Regions from separate parts of the Rattus norvegicus genome. Here region 2 is linked to region 1. The links are chromatin contacts, called in public Hi-C maps. All regions are on one chromosome and are shown on one strand. The core of a region is the stretch at or near the end of the contact, and the rest is flanking DNA. Distances in the headings are between cores, read along the strand shown. Region 1 overlaps LOC134483614 (a long non-coding RNA gene). Region 2 overlaps Fto (FTO, alpha-ketoglutarate dependent dioxygenase).

Region 1 (2,845 bases), core at 279-2,778:
GGACCAATATAATTTGGAAGGCAATTCTGCTGCCACAGCTATAAAAAAATATTAGAGGGCAAGCCAAAGGAGATGTAATTAATTTTCCCCTGTTATCCTTAGGTTGGGCTTCTTCAGTCCATTAGAAATTTGACTTACAGAAATAGCAGGAGACTGGCACCAAAGCCTACATTCAACTCCTTCAGGTGCTGAATGCTTCCAGAAAGTATCAGTCAACTCCAACATCCTGGTCTGGTCAGCAGTGGGCTTGGAGTTTGTCCCTGGTGATCTACCGGGGCCAGTCAGTGAGTGAGTGTTGATCTGTTCTGGTGATTCTCTGGTATGCTTGGATGGTTCCCCGGGCAGATCCTGGGGCCTTTTGTCCTCTCTGGATTTGGTAAGTGTGAGCACTGCAGAGAGCCCCTGGTGGCAATAAAACAGGACTCCTTCATGCCATCTCAAGCCGGAGAAGAGTTCCAAGCAGGGGACCCTCGTGGGACCTATGGCAATGGGGCAGAGTTATTATGGCTACATGACAAGGATTCAAGTCCCATTCTTTCTCCCTCTCTTCCTCTTCTGGTTCCTCTTCTCCTTTCTCTCTTGACTGAGGGAGGCTGAACCCCAGTTCTTTAAGGTTTCCGGGTCTCTGTGGCATATCTATGTCCTAGGGCTTCTTTAAGAGGAGAATGTGGGTTCTCAGCCAAGTTCTTATCTGGATGCTAAACAGACTTGGCCAAAGAACCCCATGAATCCCCACATGAACCTTCACCTTCCCTATTGTCTACCCTTTGGGACTGCCACATGCCTCAGGAGGATTTGTACCTTCACAGGAGAAGCTGGACATCTGCAGGTCCTGTCCCCGGCTTTCCATCCTGCCAAGGACAATGCTTGCTCCCAGTTGTGGATGCTGACTAGGTGACAGGCACAGCGTCACAGACTTAATGTGGAATTCTCCATTGGAGCCACTCTGCAACTCTAGTGATGTCGATGTCCTATTTTACAGGAGAGGCCAAGAGAAGTCAGCTTGGCTAAGATCAGTCAGCTAGCAGCTAGCACGTGGAAAGCAAGACTGGAAGCCAGGTGTCCTGGCTCTGTAGTGTGTGCCTCAACTACAGTAGTGTGCGACCTGGATCTAACTCACAAAAGGCTGTTGTTGTTTTGTAAAGAAGCTTTTGGGTTGAAAATGACAATCTGTGGCTGAGAAAAGCCAGTTTCCTTTTCTTTTCTCCTCTTTCTTTCTTTCTTTCTTTCTTTCTTTCTTTCTCTCTCTTTCTCTCTTTCTTTCTCTCTTTCTCTCTCTCTCTTTCTTTCTTTCTTTCTTTCTTTCTCTCTTTCTCTCTTTCTTTCTTTCTCTTTCTTTCTTTCTTTCTTTCTTTCTTTCTTTCTTTCTTTCTTTCTTTCTTTCTTTCTTTCTTTCTTTCCAAACATACAGATACTGTGAAAATAGAGGGTAGAAAAATTCAGACTCCGGTGACAATCTCCTCACCTGTGCTCTCTAGCGTCCTGGCCTTCTTCCCCTGGGCTGCCATACAGCCAGGATCCTTCCAGAAAGCCTGGTGCTAAAATGTTGCTCAATTTTAATTACAGTCCCAGTCGTTGCTGTCAGATGCCCTTCTGAAATTGTTTTAATTGAAGTCCCATGAATCCTGGTGAGTTCAGACGGAGTTCATCTCTAAGCCCATCCTGATTTCATTAAAGATTTGATCTTTCTTTTTTCACCAATAAAGCATTTATTATCGCTATCTGTTTCGTAACCGTTTTCTCTCTCCAAAGAGGAGGGAGGGAAATCAAGCCCATCTTCATGCCAATAAAAAGGGAGAATCATCTGTTGACTTTTCTGGCATGGAATAGCAGTGACATGTTAAAATAATAATTAACTTATGTTCCTTTTAAATGAAGGCAACGCTCATTCCAGAGAACATTCGAGACTGCAGGTGACGATTTATGTAACAGCACACAGGGATCGGGTAAAAACGGCTTTTAAAATATTGGTAGTTCTGTGGTTGTGTTTGTGCACCTGTGACTGTGTACATGTGTTCATGTGCATCTGAGTGAGTACATGTGTTTGTAAGTACGCGCATATTTATGTATTTGTGTATGCATGAATAATACACATGTTTGAGCCTACATGCATGCATGCGATTGCATGCACGTGTTTGAGTACATCTGTGTATGTGAGTGCATGCATGTGTTCATATGTATGTGAAAATACATGCACGTTTGTGTGTGTGTGAATGTATACATGTGCACATATGTGTGTGTGTGTGTGTGTGCGCGCGTGTGCGCAGGCTTGTGTCTGTATGCATTTATCTGAGATTCGAAGGCTGCAGAATACCTGATATAGGGATGGCTTTTGAACCCCCCCACACGCACACACACAGAGGAATAAAGTTATAGGAGAATCAAATAAAGCAGAAGTAAAATCTCACGTAATGCTGTGTGTTGAGCCCTGGTGGTTACTTAAATAGACTATTATTTGGCCAGTATTGGCTTTACCTTCTGAAGACGGGCTGTCTTCATTTGTGTCAATCTCCTGCCAGGTCTGGGCCAGTCCACTGCCTACCTCCCGCTCCTCAGATCCGAGTCACACTTGTGAATGCTTTTGTTAAGATCTCAGCAGCAGCAGCACCACCAGCAGCAGCAGAAGTTCCTCCCAGATCTGCGTTTCGTGTATTTAGTAATGTACCTGAAATGCACTAAATGACAGTTTATAATATCATTATCTACAGTTAAATATATTAGAACTTCAAAAATCTACAGAAAGTGCAGCCATATGTGGAAATGGCCTATCCCATGCCCTTTTAACCTTCTCTCTCAAAGTTTCAACCGGACCAGACAGGCAACATATAAAAATCGTAGGTCTGCA
Region 2 (3,138 bases), core at 421-2,920, 420 kb before region 1:
GGAAGAGAAGTAGGTCCTGGTGAGAAGATGGCGCGTCAGGGAGGTTGGGTCAGGCTCAAAAGGCCACTCAAAGGCTGTGTCTCTGAATGAGGTTTGAGTTTAGTCCATTGGGGCCACTCCTGTGGCTTCAGGTCTGTCTCGGCTGCTCTGGGCAGCTACCTTGTCCTAGTTTCCTACTGCTATCCTGAGCCTAGGTGACATCCCATTTGGGCCACAACTCACTTCCAGTTGTGCTAGCAGTATGTGTAGTTATTAGCCCTCGGGTACCCTGAGAGGTGGAGACACTCACCTACTGAGATCCACTGTGACCGTGTCATCTGACTACGTCTGATGATGCCCTTCATGCTCCAGAGAGTGGCTGATTCTTTGGACAGCTAGCTAGCTGGGCACTAGGAGTTTTAGCATGAGTTTGTAAGTCACTATACTTTGCCAAAGATGAATCAGGACGGCACTAGGAATACACAAGGGAGGCTTGAGAAGCTGGGAGGCACTGGCCTACCAAGAGCCATTGGTTATGTTGTTGTTGTTGTTGTTGTTGTTAGTTTTTTCTTTAGTGTGTCTGTCCTTCTCCTGTCTCTGGTCTCTCCCACCCTCAGCAAAAGAACATCCTTGGTGTCCTTGAACCGGATTACTCCATAAAACTGATAACGCCATCAAGCCCCTCATAAATGTAGGGATTAGAACATTATATTCAAGGAGAGTAAGGACTGATGTTACCTTCTGTCCAAGAGGCAGCAGCTGACCTTTAGGTGGGCAGTGGTGTTGTTATTACTGCCATTGTTACTATCATTGGAACAGCTTTACGGGGACAGAAGCCAATTGGCTTCTGCATATCTTACTTATAAAATCAACGTGTGGGCCGGCGAGCTGGAGCTCTGCCAGGCTGCTGATTATGATGAGTCGTTGGCTGATCTTCTGGACAGTACTTCTTAACTTGTGTGAGAAAAGAGTTACTCACTCATCGGCTTATTCAGCAGGTATTTCCTGGGGGGCTGCTGTTCTCCAAGCCCTGCTCCAGGCTTTGGAAAGACAGCCGTGGGCATAACTGAAGAGCTGCCTCCTCCTTACGGAGAGCTTCTCCTCTCCTTGGGGGTGGGAGGGTGGTAGGCACTGTTTACCCTGGGCGAGCCTGCATAGTGTGTCTGTAAAATGCACAGAGCTGAGTAAACAGCTCTCAACAGATCTGAACCAAAGCCATCCCGTTCAGTTTAAAGATAGCAAATTGTCCTGTCTGGGCTTCCCCATACGTGGTCACTTGAGATGACTCTTTCCTTTGTAGTTGTAGAGGCCCCCAGAGAACAGCAGTATCCTCAGGAGCACCGGCCCAGGGATTCCACACTAATTGTCACTTACCTGCTCCCTGGCTACAGCTTACTTTCCCAGACATTTGCCACCTTTTAACACCTTCACTCTAAGAAAGGTTTAAGTTGAGTCCAAGTGTTGTATTGGGAAATCCCCCTGAAGAGAGCACTTGTAAAACCACACCTGTGACATAGGTGTTGGGGATTATGGGTGACAATGGGCTGTCCTTTATCAATGGTTGTTATTGTTGCTGTGACTGGTGTGAGTCACTTGTCGGTTCTGTAAATATTTACTGAGTTCCTAGCTGGTACTGTCCTAGACCCTGGGGCAGCAGTGATGAGTAACCCCTGATTAGAAGGGGATTGTGTAACACAGAGCAACAAATACACAGAAAGAGAATGAGTCACAACTTCATGGAAACCCGGGTCCCAGAGAGGAAAGATGGGGATTCTCCTCAGGTGCTCTAGAGTGACTCACAGTAAGCCGGCCTCTGTGAGGATTACCCATCCTCTGCAACACCGTGCTGGCTGCTGGTTGGTAAATAAACTGCCCACCCTTGAGAATAAGCAGGAAGGAAAGAAAACCATGTTTAATATGGTATAGGGCTTTGGATAGAACCTTGCATGAGATTCCTCATTCTCAGTTTTGAATGTAGGACAAAGCAGGTTTTTTTCCTAGAGCAAATTGTGTGACGATGACATAGTGGTTGTCCATGTAGGATCCAAATCATACCGTCGGGGCTTGAACTTGGCTCCACTTCCTAACTCTAGGAAAGGCACAACTGAAGATCGTACTAGACATGTTACTCAGCTTCCTCTGAACCTCACTTCTTCTGTTAGTAATTTACCTGGGGATAATGGTGGGACCTACTGTAAAACACCTAGGACAAAAACCCGACACACATGAGGTACTCCGTAAGGTCATCCTCATCATAGGTCAGGTGGAAGTTTGAATGCGAATGACCCTCGTAGGCTTGTGTGTTTGAATGTCTCATTCCCAGTTGTTCTGGAAGGATTAAGAGGTGAGGCCTTGGAAGAGATGTGGTCTTGGAGGAGGTGTGACCTTGTCAGGGAAGGTAGGGTAGATCTGGAGGTTTCAAAAGACCCTTGCCAGGTTCAGTCTGTATGGCTCCTCCTCAAGGATCAAATGCCCAGCTCTCAGTTACTGCACCAGCACCATGTCTTCCTGCCATGTTGATCCTGGAGTCATGTACCTCCAGTTTAAACGCTCTCTCCTATAAGTTGCCTTGGCCATGATGGTGTCTTCTCACGGCAATAGAATAGGGTCCAGATGGACCAAAAGAACAAAGTGAAGAATGAACGCAGTCCGTCTTTCAAACTGCCCTCTCCTTTGACAAAGTGTCTTGATGCCAAGTCCCACTTGATGCCAGCAAGTACCCAGACCTGGTACTGCTGAATGGGGTTTGGAGAGGAAGCCTAACCTGGGCTAGTTCTTCTCTGGGCTTGGGCTAGGTATTCTTACCTATAATTGACAGATGTACGTATGGCTCCAAGCTTCCTTAGCATCTGGGCGTAAAAATCTAGGCAGTCCACAGGCATTTTGGATCAATTCAACTTCACCTAAAATACAGCGTCTTGATCCACATGACCTCCAGGCAGAGGGCATCCTCCAGCCTGGGTCAAAGATCCTCAAGAGCAGCAATCATGGACATGGCTTTCTCCGTTCTTTCCTTAAAATCTGGGGTGGAGCCACTGTTAGCCCTAGTGACAGCCAGAACTAGCTGAGAACTTCTGAAGCTCCAGGAAATGTTCGGTGTTCTCTGTGACGAGATTGCAGCACAGGACACAGAGCACCTCGCCCAGGGCAGCTGCTGGT

Evidence for each region. A called contact is a pair of places that touch in the nucleus more often than the background predicts.
Region 2: a contact with region 1 is called in a Hi-C map of liver, with 6 times the contacts expected there. The contact joins two enhancer-like sites. A contact is called at or near these places in 3 of 12 Hi-C or Micro-C datasets (hepatocytes, kidney and liver).

Annotation. Positions count from the first base shown.
Region 1 is chr19:31,235,289-31,238,133 of GRCr8, reverse strand. It overlaps LOC134483614 (a long non-coding RNA gene), which reads right to left. Exons shown (of 3, transcript XR_010060415.1): 2 at 802-2,845; 3 at 1-479. Among named protein-coding and RNA genes, the nearest start is that of Irx3, 150 kb to the left of the region's middle. Within about 2 kb of position 1,528, at least 2 of the 93 cell types and tissues checked have an H3K27ac peak or open chromatin away from gene starts, as enhancers often do. A contact at or near this core is called in hepatocytes and liver, where this site is marked.
Region 2 is chr19:31,655,358-31,658,495 of GRCr8, reverse strand. The region is part of intron 8 of Fto (FTO, alpha-ketoglutarate dependent dioxygenase); the gene reads left to right. Among named protein-coding and RNA genes, the nearest start is that of Fto, 210 kb to the left of the region's middle. Within about 2 kb of position 1,670, at least 11 of the 93 cell types and tissues checked have an H3K27ac peak or open chromatin away from gene starts, as enhancers often do. A contact at or near this core is called in hepatocytes and liver, where this site is marked.